3 separate regions of the Sus scrofa genome follow, and regions 1 and 2 are each linked to region 3. The links are chromatin contacts, called in public HiChIP or PLAC-seq maps. All regions are on one chromosome and are shown on one strand. The core of a region is the stretch at or near the end of the contact, and the rest is flanking DNA. Distances in the headings are between cores, read along the strand shown.

The links. HiChIP or PLAC-seq counts read pairs in DNA pulled down with a chosen protein or histone mark.
Region 1: an H3K27ac HiChIP or PLAC-seq map of alveolar macrophages shows a contact between it and region 3. The contact joins two enhancer-like sites. A contact is called at or near these places in 1 of 47 Hi-C or Micro-C datasets (embryonic fibroblasts) and 1 of 2 datasets of contacts at active chromatin or transcription factors (alveolar macrophages).
Region 2: a contact with region 3 is called in an H3K27ac HiChIP or PLAC-seq map of alveolar macrophages. The contact joins two enhancer-like sites. A contact is called at or near these places in 1 of 47 Hi-C or Micro-C datasets (epiblast stem cells) and 1 of 2 datasets of contacts at active chromatin or transcription factors (alveolar macrophages).

What each region holds. Positions count from the first base shown.
Region 1 is chr7:11,160,536-11,163,235 of Sscrofa11.1, reverse strand. No RefSeq gene overlaps it. Among named protein-coding and RNA genes, the nearest start is that of JARID2, 200 kb to the left of the region's middle. Within about 2 kb of position 1,250, at least 10 of the 83 cell types and tissues checked have an H3K27ac peak or open chromatin away from gene starts, as enhancers often do. A contact at or near this core is called in alveolar macrophages, where this site is marked.
Region 2 is chr7:11,574,560-11,577,294 of Sscrofa11.1, reverse strand. All of the region lies in intron 7 of JARID2 (protein Jumonji), which reads right to left. Among named protein-coding and RNA genes, the nearest start is that of DTNBP1, 140 kb to the left of the region's middle. Within about 2 kb of position 1,259, at least 10 of the 83 cell types and tissues checked have an H3K27ac peak or open chromatin away from gene starts, as enhancers often do. A contact at or near this core is called in alveolar macrophages, where this site is marked.
Region 3 is chr7:11,324,157-11,326,856 of Sscrofa11.1, reverse strand. No RefSeq gene overlaps it. Among named protein-coding and RNA genes, the nearest start is that of JARID2, 33 kb to the left of the region's middle. Within about 2 kb of position 1,391, at least 4 of the 83 cell types and tissues checked have an H3K27ac peak or open chromatin away from gene starts, as enhancers often do. A contact at or near this core is called in alveolar macrophages, where this site is marked.

The DNA.
Region 1 (2,700 bases), core at 1-2,500, 160 kb after region 3:
AGAGTATATTTGTTTAGCTCAAACAAGCAGTTGCGTCTTACATAGATACGTACATCCACATGGTGTGCCTGAGGAGCTATGAGATATTTGATGCATATAGTTCTGATTTATTTGTATGGATAGCCCTAGTGTGATTCTTTGAAGAATAAGCCGATGCAAGACTGAAGTCGCCTTTAATAAAAACCCCCTTGCTTCTCCCTTCCGCTTCTCTTAATCAATAAGAAGCCCCATTTGACACAGGCAGACCCTGACCCCAGGATGTTTGAGACTTTACAGTGAAAGACATTCACCTCCTGTGGAGAGAAGCTATTTTCCTTCCTCCGTCACCCAGCCAGAGAGGCAAGAGCGAGGGCTTCCCTCAAGCCAGGAAGGAAACGAGTGGACTCTTATTCTTAAAGAAGGGTTTACGACCCGCCCCAGCTCTCACCGCCTGCTGCCCGACACAAGGTTCCTATTTCCTAGAAGGCATGGAGGCTCGCAGGGCCCGCAGTCTCCCTTCCTGCGGCTCCCGGTCCCCCCAGGTAGCTCTTTTTTTTTTTTTTTTTTTTCCTTCTTTCTTTCTTTCTTTATTTATTTTATTTTCCCACTGTACAGCAAGGGGGTCAGGTTATCCTTACATGTATACATTACAATTACATTTTTCCCCCCACCCTTTGTTCTGTTGCAACATGAGTATCTAGACATAGTTCTCAATGCTATTCAGCAGGATCTCCTTGTAAATCTATTCTAAGTTGTGCCCCCAGGTAGCTCTTTGCAGATAAAACCCGCCGTGATTCCGGATGGGCTGTGACTCCAGTGATATCTTGCCTCCGCTGAGTAAGGGCTGGCTTTCCAAGGTCTGGTCCTTTTTCTCTGTGTCATCTTGTTAAAGTGTCTTCTCTATGTGACCGCAGCCCAACTGGAAAAGGGCACGTCTGCCAAGTGGCGGAGACGAGGAGGGGAGCGGAGCCTGCGCTGAGCGGCCAGAGAACGCGCGCACTCGCTCCTTCACCGCGTGGTTTGCTGAGTTTCTACTATGTGCCCGCCGCGGTATAATTACTAAGGATGACAAGACGATTGCGATGGAAAGGAGCCCACAGTCTTAAACGTAGCGGTAGGTCTGCAAGAAATTCTTAAATGACTCGGCTGAAAATAAATAAAATTTTAAAATAGAAGTAATTAGAATGGTGCATGTATATAAGAGAGAGGCTGAAAGAGAGAGACTGAGGGACAGAGAGAGGAAATAAGGAAGGAAGCAAATGTGCGCCCTGGTAACAATTGGTGAATCTGAATGAGGAACGTGTGGGTGTGTGTTATACCATTTTTAGAACTTGGCTGTAGGTTCAAAAGCTTTTAACATTAAAACTCAAGAGTAGCTAGAATACAAAGCCCAGGTCTCTGGCAGGGTGCTATATCCCATCAGTGGAACTTTCTCCACGTTTCTGGTACCACTTGGACCTTTTGTGATTGGGCATACTGTGTGTCACCTCTAGCAAAAAACTGGGAGGATTTCACAGACCCTGGCTCCAGTACCGCTTCTTCATTCTGACATGCTCTGTTGGTTCTGCTCATTCCTGATGCCGACGTAATGACTGGACCTCTGGGTAACCATCTGGCTGTGGTTTATTCTGAATCATTATACATGTCACAGCTAAGCACCATGGAGTCTAGGATTACTGTTTTTGAAGTATACTACTATAAAAGAGTCAATCAATTATAAGATGCCGTCCACTCGAAGATGCATGGTGATACCAGACAGGCAAACATTTGAAGACATTGCCTAAGTTTCATGAGGCTTTATAGATCACCTAGGTTACAGGGAAGAGTAAGGCAAAGTGTGGGGCAAGAGAGGCAGATCAGTGAGTGTCCCCGGAGTAGCCCTCAGAGAGCAGGGACTCCCGGGACTCCCCAGTACTCCCCCGCAGTGCCCTGGCATACCCAGCATTCAAACCTAAACAGACAGTGTGCTCCGAATAAGAGCTGCCATGTAGGATCCTTACCTTGGCCTCTCCTGTTCCTGCTAGTGCACTAAAAGTCAGGCAATTTGCATACATGATCTCGTTTTATCTTCACAACAAGCCTGGGGGGAATTTATTATTATCCCCTCTTTGCAGACAGAGAAACCCGAGGGCTAGAGAGACTGAAGGCCTTGCTCAGAGTCACACAGGAAGGAGGAGGTGGAGCTGTAACTTACAAACCAGCAGAGGACTGATGTCAAAATCTACAGTGTAACCACTGTTCTGCCAACACTTTGCTCCAAATGCTAAAATTAAAAAAAAAACAAAAACACGGAACAAAAGGGCTGTGGTTATACAAGCTTGAAAAAATAAGAATGAAGTCTGGAAATTTGGGTCACCTCCTCAGTGAGGCCTTCTTCCCAGATCATTCCGTATTAACCTGCCCCCCACTTCCTGCCCCCAGATGTTCATCTACCCCCACCCCCAACTTGTTTTCTCTAAGCATTTACATCCTATGGCATCTTGATTTGTTTTGTGTCTGTTCCTCCCACTGGAATATAAGCTCCAGAAGGGCTCTGTCTTTATTCTGGTCATTGCTGTAGCTCTTGCACCTACAAAGGTGTCTCACACATGGCAGATACTCAATTGGTATTTGCTGTTTGAAAGGGTAAATGAATTCTAGTCTTGCCTTTGTCACTTTAGTAAATGGTCAGTCTGATTCTAAAGCTCTTGGTCTTACCCTTCCTCTAAACTACCTAAGATC
Region 2 (2,735 bases), core at 10-2,509, 250 kb before region 3:
GAGTGGAGGAAGGCACGGTTTCATCTTCCCACCGAGCATCTCCCCGAACCACTGCCTCGCAGAGGAGGACCAAACACTAGGTTTCACCTCAACACACGCCCAGGTCACTCAGCCACGGGGCCTGGTCTGCCGCGCGTCCTAAGGAAATGCTGACACTGAGCACGGGAGGAGGACGACTGCAGTTCACTGGAGGATGGACACCAACAAAGGAGGCAGGAGGCCCACGCAGAGCCCTCCCCTGCTCCTCCAACTGCGCCCTCTCGGCTCCGGTATGGATTTCTCAATGACAATTACATCCACAGAAGCGGGCACCTCCTCCTGTCCTTTGCCTCCCCTCTGTCTCAACATCCATGGGACAGCCACAGACACCCCGTCACCCAATAAGGGAGCGCTTGTGTTGTCTGTGCTCTGGCTCTCCTTGTTCTTATTCTGTCTCAGCCCAAGCCATCTAGGATGTGCTGGTCAGACGAGTGCACAATTCCAATCTACTCTGAATGGAAGACCTTCTTCTTAAGAACTATTTACAATGGGAATTTGCCTCTCAGTTCAGTTTACTCAGGGATTTTTTAATAGACTCAAAAGTTTTGAAAAATCATTAACAAAGAGAAATCATTATTCTTTACTTTCTTTCTCACTGTCCATTCCTGAACTTGACCCTGGGCCTTATGAATATTTTTACTCATAATATATTTTACTTTAAGATATTTAAAAAACCTTCAGGTATATAAATATTGTAACTTTGTGCCCCACTCCCCACAACTGTCACCCGGCTCTGCAAGAAGTGGGGTGTCTTCGGCTTGTTCTTGGCCCACCACCACCCCGTCTCCTGTAGCTCAGGTTACACCAGGCACATAGGCCACCAGGCTTTACAGCAAACCCTCCTAGGCATGGAAGCTGCCCACAGTTCAACCAGAAATTCAACTATCAAGCTCCCATTTCCCACTAGAGGGAGCCATTGAGTCAGATGGCTCTGCCCATCCTTTCAAAGCAGAAGCTATGGAGCCCTAGAGAGACACTGTTGGCTGGGGACAGTGCCAAAGAGCCTGAATCAATAGAAGCCAATGGACAGGCAGTGAGTTGTGGATGGGGAGGGCACACCTGCTGGTTGACAGCCCCCAGGCTAGAGAGAGGTCCAAGATGGAAGTTGGTGAGCAGAGGCACAAAGCTGACGCTCAGCCCTGCTCTCCAAAAGGAACACCTAGGTCCTGGTCGGAGCCCCTGAAACTCTCTACACGTGCTCTCTCTGAAGGCCACTAAACTGAGTCACAAATACCACACCACCGACGCACAAGGCAAACTCCCCACGTGACCCGATGAAGAGCAGATGGAGCAAGACCTTGAACTTCTAGGCAGGAGAGTCTCACATGTTTCTCTCTGGATACTCCTGTTTCATTTTCTAGAAGGTTACAGAATACGCCTCATTCTTTGGTCTGAAGAGCTAAACCTCCTCTCTTCCTCTTACTCGTCCAGGACTTTCCTCAACCCCCATGCATGTGCCTGTGAGAGCCTTCCCCTCGGTACCACAGCCCACACGAGCCGTCATTTTCTTCTTCCCGTCACGGCTCAGCCTCAGTTAAAGAGGACAGCAGGTAGGCGAACCTGTCGGGCGTGGCCTAACGGTCCGCATCAGGGCTCAGCCGGCCTCTCACTTCCAGGCACTGCCCTCCTCGTGTCTGCAAACCTTCCCCGGGTGTAAGAACAGGTGCTCCACTGCTCTCAGCTGTCTCCTGCTGCGTGCAAGGCTCCTACCGCACACCCACGCCGCGTCAGGGCAGCCACTCCCGACAGCGCCACACACATGTCACCTGGCAGAGAGAGCCCTTGGCAGAATAAAGGCCGGGGGGCCGCTGAGGCCCCGCTCAAGGGGTGCACGTGCTCTGAGTCCCAGAGGCCTGGGCGTTCACAAGATCTCGCACCCTGCACCGTGGGAAGTCACGGGAGGGACTGTCCTAGCATGAAGCGCAAGTTCTCGGTGCACGGACCAAGCAGGACAAAGCCACGTCTCAGCAGCAGCGCCCCCAGCCCCACTCCATACAATCACTCATCTTTTCTTTTAGGCCAACAGAAAAAAATCCATCGTATCCATGTATTCTTTGGGCCTCCATCTTTTCTGCAGCTGAAAAGATGAAAGGTCAGTTCTGATCACTTGCATCAGACCTTCACAAAGGAACTTACAATTGGCTTTTACTGACCTCCCCCCCCCCACCAAAGTACTTAACTAATGGGATTTGATGGCATCAAAATTATCCTTTCATGTCTCACCATATCCCTGGGAGAGGAGGTGGCATCACTGGCTCCAAAAGCACAGTGGGGCCCAGGAATGTTAAGAGCTGGGCATCCTGAGCCAGCCTGTCCAGGTGGATCAGACAGGTGGAGGAGGGGATGGTTACACCCCACCTGCGAGACCTGAACCCAGACAGCCAGCCAGGCTCCCGTGGTTCCTCAGATGACAGGAGTCTGCGTGTGACACGGGCCACATGAGCGAGCTGTGGAGCTGTGGGACAGAACGATCCAAGGGCAAGGGGACCTTCTGCCCCCCTCTGCTCACACACCCAACTGGGCAAGCTCCTCTGGCTCAGACACAAAGGCACGTCCTGAATGGTGTGGGGGCTGCGCCGGGGGCTGAGGGGGAGCTTGGACCAACTAAGACGGGCGGGGTTCTCAATCTACCCTCACACGTCGAACTGAGAAAGAGGGTGCGTGTGTGGTAACGGTTCTATGTGAATAAAGTCACT
Region 3 (2,700 bases), core at 142-2,641:
TTGCCGTGAGCTGTGGTGTAGGTTGCAGACGCGGCTCGGATCCCGCGTTGCTGTGGCTCTGGCGTAGGCCGGTGGCTACGGCTCCGATTCAGCCCCTAGCCTGGGAACCTCCATATGCCGCGGGAGCGGCCCAAGAAATAGCAACAACAACAACAAAAAAGACAAAAGACAAAAAAAAAAAAAAAAAAAGAATTGCCACTTATTGATGGCTCATCACGTGCCAGGCACCAGGATGGGTACTTTGCATGCATCTATCATTTCATGGCTTGGAGGTAATCCTGATTGCCCCATTCTACTTGGGAGCAAACAGAATCAGAGAGGTTAAACAACTGGCTTAAGATCACACAGGTAGGCACAATTAGGTTTCAAACCTTACTCTTTTTTTTTTTTTTTTGCTTTTTAGGTCCGCACCCATGGCGTATGGAGGTTCCCAGGCTAGGGGGTCCAATCGGAGCTACAGCTGCCGGCCTACACCACAGCCACAGCAACACCAGATCCAAGCTGTGTCGGTGACCTACACCACAGCTCATGGCAAGGCCGGATCCCCAACCCACTGAGCGAGGCCAGGGATCGAACCCTCGACCTCAGGTTTCCTAGTCTGATTCGTTTCTGCTGCGCCACAACGGGAACACCAAACTTTACTCTTTTAAACTCCAAACCCTGTTCTATGTATCATGCTGTACAACTTTGGGAAGAAATGGGCTTAGGATGCTCTGAAGCTTAATGTTTTAGAATAGATATTAAAGCGAATTAATATGTGATGTATCCTCGAGACAGTTTAGTGAGATAGATGGTAATAATTTTCACCCTAACAATCCTTCCCTTTTACGCCTCTTTCTCCTTTCAACTACCCCTTTCAAGGCCAAACTTCTAAAACAAAATTCGTCCCCGCTTGCTGACATTCCATTCGCTCCTCAGGGTACGTTCCCCAAGCTCCATGCCCACCTTGTCACAGAACCCGCTCTCATCCCCCCCCCATGACCTCCATGTTGCCAAACCCACTGCCCCCTCCCTAAAAATTTTAAATTTATTACTTTTTTTTTTTTCTGCACTCATATCATGTATAAGTTCCAGGGCCAGGGATCGAACCTGTGCAACAGTTGAGACCAATGCCACAGCTGTGGTAACACTGAGCTGTGGAAGTTCCTCCCCCTCCCCTTTTTAGATTATTTAGGACTATGTGACCCACTTGCTCTTCCCTCCTTCTTGGAAGAATGTCTTCCTTTGGTTTGGGGACATCACACAATCTCAGCGTTTTCCTTAGACCTCCCCCTGCCCCGAAAGGCTCCTTCCGGGGTTCTTTTTCTCTGCATGTGGTACTATCACTAGCTGTTTCTGCCATAGCCATTCCTTCCTTCTTTCTGACGATAAAACCCCAGTGCCAGTCAGGGCAGCTAAGTGCCCAGCTAAAAATACTTCCCTTTTTGCATTCACTTGGAGCCCAGAGGGTGTGTGTCATAGCTCTGGACAATGAAGAAGCTGGCCAAAGAAAGGCTTCTAGGACAGCTTTCATTTCTTTCTTTTTTCTTTTCTTTTTTTCTTTTTGATTTTTGGGGCCACACCTGAGGCATATGGAAGTTCCCAGGCTGGGGGTCAAATCAGAGCTGTAGCTGCCAGCCTACTGGTGTACCACAGCCACAGCAATGTGGGGTCTGAGCCGTGTCTGTGACCTACACCCCAGCTCATGGAAACTCTGGATCCTTAACTCACTGAATGAGGCCAGGGATCAAACCCTCGTCTTCATGGACATTAGCCGGGTTCGTTACCACTAAACTACCTTGGGAACAGCTTTCATTTCTCGATAAAAAAGGCGGACTTGCCCCATAACCCTCCTGCTTCCTATCTGAATTGTGGTTGTGAGCCCAAAGGTACACCTGCCATCTGTGACCATGAAGCCACAAGCTTGAGGACAGAGATCGACTTGCAAAAACAGCAGAGAAGGAAGATAAAAAGTATAAGTGATCAGCTGCACCATCCTTGGGCTGCCCAGCTCCAGACTTCCCACGATGTGACAAGACTGCACCCCGGTCTAAGATGCTCATGTAGCATTTTTTGTGCTTTGCCATCAAATAAATACCTTCCGAATTAATAGACTTATTACCTGGCCTCTGAGGCTTAGAAACACCCAGGATTTTGGTCCTTGGACGCTCTTCTTTTATCTTTCTAATTATAAACAAACTCTGGGAGGAGGGAACTCGCACTAGGTGACTCTCTGTACTTCCTTATATAATATATAATGTATGTTAAAATGCCTAATAATAATTACATATACCGATAACCAAATTTATGCCTCTAGCCTGAACTGATTTGGCATCTACCGTTCAGCGTCTTAGTGAGATTTCTAGGTGATATTGTTTCTTCTCTACATCTCACAATCTGATCCAAAGGGAAGTTCTCTATCTCCTGCCTCTCAAATATGTCGAGAACTCATCCACTTCTCTCCATCCTCAGGCTCCCTCTCTAGAACAAGACACAAGAAGGGAAGACACCTACTCCCCACACAGAGCCAGGACTCAGAAGTGAAGGAAACCTCCGCCCCCAGAACTGTCCACCTTCACGTGAATTTACTCTTCCTCTGTCTCCATTGGCATGACTTGACTTTTCCAGGAGATACGTCCCTAGGCAGAGAGTTTGGTTGCTCCTTATAGGAACTTCTTGGAAGATCTGTCAAATTTTTGCTATAAAGCATCAAAGGATATT